2 separate regions of the Canis lupus genome follow, and region 1 is linked to region 2. The links are chromatin contacts, called in public Hi-C maps. All regions are on one chromosome and are shown on one strand. Each heading gives the region's core, a stretch centred on a gene start, on an enhancer-like site or on the middle of the called end of the contact. The rest is flanking DNA. Distances are from core to core; before and after follow the strand shown.

What was found. A called contact is a pair of places that touch in the nucleus more often than the background predicts.
Region 1: a Hi-C map of amygdala shows a contact between it and region 2, with 5 times the contacts expected there. The contact joins the promoter of ACTN4 here to the promoter of MRPS12 in region 2. A contact is called at or near these places in 2 of 9 Hi-C or Micro-C datasets (amygdala and blood).

What each region holds. Positions count from the first base shown.
Region 1 is chr1:115,257,841-115,260,540 of UU_Cfam_GSD_1.0, reverse strand. It overlaps ACTN4 (alpha-actinin-4), which reads left to right and starts at 1,350. Exons shown (of 21, transcript XM_038528971.1): 1 at 1,350-1,613. The coding sequence starts at 1,452.
Region 2 is chr1:114,977,812-114,980,511 of UU_Cfam_GSD_1.0, reverse strand. It overlaps MRPS12 (28S ribosomal protein S12, mitochondrial), which reads left to right and starts at 1,386. Exons shown (of 3, transcript XM_038528964.1): 1 at 1,386-1,410; 2 at 1,889-1,956. The coding sequence starts at 1,908. SARS2 (serine--tRNA ligase, mitochondrial) reads right to left here and starts at 1,373. Exons shown (of 16, transcript XM_038528950.1): 1 at 1,055-1,373. The coding sequence starts at 1,321.

The DNA.
Region 1 (2,700 bases), core at 101-2,600, 280 kb before region 2:
TTAAGCATACTAGGCTTAAGCAGGCTCCACATGGGGTTGGATCTCATGACTCTGAGATCATGATCTGAGCAGAAACCAAGAGTCCAGCACTTAACCAACTGCGCCACCCAGGCAGCCCCCATTTATATTTTTAAGATGGAACTAACAGAATTTCCTAAACTGGATGTGGGGTGTGAAGACAAAGAGGAGGCAAGGATTGACCTATTTGCCCACACAGCTGGAAGGATGGAGGTGCCATTAATTGAAATGGGGATGACTGTGGGGGCAATCAGGTTTAGGAAGATCAGAAGCTTAGGTTTGGATATTTAAATTTGAGAGGCCTGTTAATATGGCAACATCATGGGACACCTGGGTGGCTCAGAGGCTGAGCGTCTGCCTTTGGCTCAGGGAGGAATCTCGGGTCCTGGGATCGAGTCCGCTTCTCCCTCTGCCTATGTCTCTGCCTCTCTCTCTGTGTCTCTCATGAATAAATAAATAAAATCTTCAAAAAAATACGGCAACATCACTTATCTGTATTTATTTGTTTACTTATTGTCATCCCCCCACCATGTGAGCCATTTGAGAACCAATCCTGCTTATCACGCTCAGCACTGTATTGCCAGCATCCAAGAGCAATTCCGGCACACCACAGATGCTCAATAAGTGTTTGTTGAATGAATGAAGATTGACAAGTCCCCAAATTCTTTTATCTTCCAGGTCAGCCAGTATCAATTCCAATCTACCTAACTCTCATGTGCATTTTGTGAATCCTCCAGGTCTGGATTCAAATGTCCTCCTTTTCTGCAAAGCCTGCCCTGACTACTGTTTGACATTCCAGCTCATGCTTAATTTTTCTTTTTTTCTTTTTTATGCTTAATTTTTCTCCATAACACTTACCACCCTGGCATACGTACTTCCTACGACTCTGTTACCTTCCTTCACCAGAAGGTAGTTCCAAGCGGGCAGGAATTTTTGCCTATCTTGTTTAGTGCCAATGGGTAATAAAACATGATCTGGCACACAGTAGGCGTTTAATAAATACTTGCTGAATTTGTGTTGCTGACCGGGAAGACACGTTCCAGGCCCGAGCAGGTTAAGGCTTGAAGGCGAGACCCCGCCTTATGAATCATTCATGACCTGGCCCCGCCCACACGCAGAGGACGCGCGCGCTCACGCGGGAGAGAGGACGCGGCGCGTACCTGAGCTGAAGGCGCGGCAGGGGAAGTGGGCTCTGCGCAGGCGCCGAACTCCCCGACGCGGGTCTCAGCGATTTCTGGTTAGGAGGTGCGCGCGCGCGCGAGAGGGCGGCGGCGGCGGCGCAGTGCGCAGGCGCGGCAGGCAGTGCGCAGGCGCTGGGGGAGGGCGGGCTGAGGCAGCTGAAGCAGCGGCGGCGGCGGCGGCGGAGGCTCGGGCAGAGGGGCGGGAGCTGAGGCGGGAGCGGACGGGCTGGTGGGCGAGCGAGAGGCGGCGGAATGGTGGACTACCACGCGGCGAACCAGTCGTACCAGTACGGCCCCAGCAGCGGGGGCAATGGCGCCGGCGGCGGGGGAAGCATGGGCGACTACATGGCCCAGGAAGACGACTGGGACCGGGACCTGCTGCTGGACCCGGCCTGGGAGAAGCAGCAGCGCAAGGTGCGCGGCCCGCGGGCCGGACGGGCCCAAGGGGGGGCTTCCCAGGGAGGTTGGGGCGCTGGAAGGGGGTTGGAGGTCTCGAGAGGGAATTGGAGGGTCCGTGATGGGAATCGGGGGTCAGGAGAAGGAATTGGCGGGACCGGGAAGGGGTTTGTAGTCCTGAGAAGAAACTGTAGAACTTGAGCAAGGAATTGGGAGTCTGAAAAAAATAATTGGCGGCCGAGTAGGGAATATGGAAGTCAAAAACAACGACAACAAAAAAAAACCCCCAAAACCAAAAAACGAAATCAGCCCGATGGAGGAATTGGAGGGCCTGGGCGGGGAACTGGGGGAAACCGAGATGCTTGGAGACTCTAAAATGGAATTGGGGTCTGAGGCGGGATGGAAGGGTCAGAGGATGGTTGGGGGTGCGGAGACGAACGGAGGAGTCTGGAATTTATGGGCCAGGATGGAATTGATGTTTGGGGGAGCCTGAGGAGGGGCTGAGAGGTGGAGGGGGTTATTTGGAGTGCAGAAAGCTCTGAAGAACCTTGGGGTTGGGGGGAGTTCTAAAGGGGGTGGAGAAGTCTGAGGATGGAGTAGGGGGGTACTAAGAAAGGGATGTGGAGTCTGACGAGTAGTGGGGGGACCTGGGAGACTTGGAAAAGGAGAGGGGCAGAGGAAAGAAGTGGGTGTGAGACTGGGGTGTGGGGGGCGAGGGGGGGCAGGGGTGCAAATGAAAGAAGTTACGGAGTCGTAAGAAGTGTTTGAAGAGATTTATTTGGGGTGTCCTGTTCTGAGTGGGAGGCGGGAGGAGTAAGAGGAATTGATGGAGGGATGCAGAGGGAACCTGGAGAGTTTTGAAGAGGGGATTCTGAAGAACTGATGGACGGTTGAAAAGCTCAGCCAAGGGTTTGGAGGAGCCTAAGGAAAAGGTAGTGTGGAAAAGGTGAGCATCCTGGAGAGAAAGAATGGGAGCGGCGGAATGGCGGGTAATGAGGGAGATTAGGAAAATGAAAGTCGTTGGGAAGGCAGTGTGTGATGGATGGACTGAGAAAGGAATCTGGGGGGGAGGGCTTCTAGAGGTACAGTCGCAGGACTACAGAGT
Region 2 (2,700 bases), core at 137-2,636:
CCACCACTCTATTTTCTGTCTCTGTGAATTTGACTACTCTAGGTACCACGTATGAATGGAATCATACAGTTTTGTCTTTTTGTGATAGCCCTATTTCACTTAGCATAACGTCCTCAAGGTTCATTCATGTTGTAGCACGTGTCACAATGTCCTTCCCTTTTTACTGAATCATATCCCACTGTAACGTATGTACCACATTTTGTGTATCTATTCATCCATCCATGGGCACTTGGGTCGCTTCCATCTTTCGGCTCCTGTAAATAATCTTGCTATGAACGTGGGTACACAAATACCTGTTCAAGTCCCTGCTTTCCCTTCTTTGGGGAATATACCCAGAAGTGGGATTGCTGGATAATATGGTAATTCCATGTTTAATTTCTTGAGGAACAGCCACACTTTTTAAGTAATTTTTCTGGGCCTTAGTTTCTCCTCTAATGAGGGCCATCATGGCACCATAGGGTGGTTGTGAAACTGAAATGAGGCAAAAATGTACAGAGCCCTTAGAACAGGACCCTCCTTAGCACCCCAGCAAGGTCTAGCAACATGGTGGCTCTGCTTCTCGTTCCGTGGCAGGTAATATTATATATTATTTACCCCCTTATCCTCAACACCTGGGACATAGTAGATGCTGCTGACATAGCTGCAGGTAGAACGATTCATTCATTAAATATTTAGCTGCCTGCTACCCGTGGGGCAGGGGCAGGACTCTACCTCTTACTCTCCAAAGGCAGATCCCTCCACCCTCTGATTTACACCCCACCCCTCATTTTTTGCCCCTTTCCCCCATTTTTTTGTGGTCTTAAGCTTGGCATGTGGGAAGTTCCTAAGCGCAAAGCAGGTATTCGGCACGCTTTATGAAACAGACGCTTCATGGGTGTGTAGACACGAGGACCCTGGCACTCCGTGCATAACTGGCACATACGTGGGTGCCAAGCACGTGTCGGCTAAACCCGGGAAAGAACTAACATTCCTGCGATAGGTTCGCCCCCTGCCGGAGAGTCTCCTGCAAGCCCCGCGCGGCCCCGCGGCTGACGGCCGGCGCAAGCGCACTCACGATCGCGGGCAGGTCTTCCGGCCGCAGCTCCCCCTTGCGGAGCTGCAGGGCGCGCGCGGCCTCTTCCGGGCATGCGCACAGGCGCTCCATGTCCAGCTCGGGGAGCGCGCTGTAGCCCTCGCGCGCGTGCTCGTACAGGAGGTTCCGGTCTCGTCTCTCCGTGGCGAAAGTTCTCCTCGGGCTGTGGCTGCGGACGCAGCCTCTCCGGGGCCGAAGACCCCGACCAGCCACCAAAAGCCACAAGCGGCGCGCCATGGACGCAGCCATCTTGGACAGGGGACAAGGAGTCGCGCACCCTTCGCCCCGCCCACTCCGCGTTTAGACCAATTGCAAAGCAGCTGCGACCCGGGAAGGCGGTGAGCGCCGCTCGCGTCTGCGACGCAGTTCGGAAGGAAAAACTGACCGAGATTGGCTCTGTCGTTGACCAATCGTGGTCTACGCCCCGCCCCCTCAGCGTACACGACAGGCAGGTCCAGCCAATCCCTGGCAGGGTGGCCTCCGGGCGGGCTAGAGGTCGCTTCAGCGTGCCTGCGGACCTTGCTGGGGTGGGTGGTGGAGCCCCTGCTTCTCAGGACTTCCCGGGTCTCTCCTCAGTTTCCCTTCTGTGTGCGGGGATTGGGGGGTGGGGAGAGGTCGCTGGGTGCCCGGAGTCTACTCAGAGCGAAAGTAAAATTGACGGAGGGAATTTGTGTCAGCAGCGTGAGGGGTTAGACTGTCAGGAAATTCCTCGGATTTAAATCCGAAGGCTCTGAGGACGGGATGGGAGGATTTGGGCCCTGCCCGGGCTACGGCCAGTCCCCTTTTCCTTCCTGATTCTCTTATCCTCCAACGCAGGGACCCTGCAGACGGCGGGATGTCCTGGTCCGGCCTTCTCCGTGGCCTCCGCGCGTCCCTAAGTTACGGTAAGTTGGGATCTCGAGCTGCAGAGACGCAGCTGGACGAGGGTTTTCCGCGCTGGGACTTGGGTGCCTCTGCCGCAGCCCCCGGGGAATCGCGGTTTAAAACTAGGGATGCGTGGTGGGTGTTAGCAGAGCTCCCGCTGCAGGGGTGACGGGGGAAGTCGTTGCATTGGGGGCGTCGTCGGGTCGGTTGGGTCAATTATCGATTTCTTCAGCAAATACTTATTAAATAACCCCTCCCCGCCCCCCCCCCGTGGGTGAGACATCCAAGCAAAGCGTTTAACTCATTCGTTCAGCTGGTATTTTTCAAGATCCTAGTGTGTGCCAGGTACGGAGGGGGATGCTTAATTTACGTCCTTACTGGCTCTAGGGACATCACGTCCTTCTCCTGGCCATGCCCTTTGCGAGGTATTTCGGTCATTTATTCACTCTTTGCAATATTTATTAAGCACTTTCTGGTTGCCACTCACTAAGGATCACATGACAGGCTTGCACCCTGCCAGGGAACTGGGGTAGATTTTTTTTTTTATTTTAATTTTTTTAAGATTTTATTTACCCATGAGAGACACACAGAGGCGTAGAGACACAGGCAGAGGGAGAAGCAGGCTCCTTGCGGGGAGCCTGATGCAGGATTGGATCTCAGGATCACAAGCTGAGCTAAAGGCAGGTGCTCAACCCCTGAGCCATCCGGGTGTCCCAACTCTGGGCTGGCTTGACATGTGTCTCTAAGGGTAGCCCCTCATACAC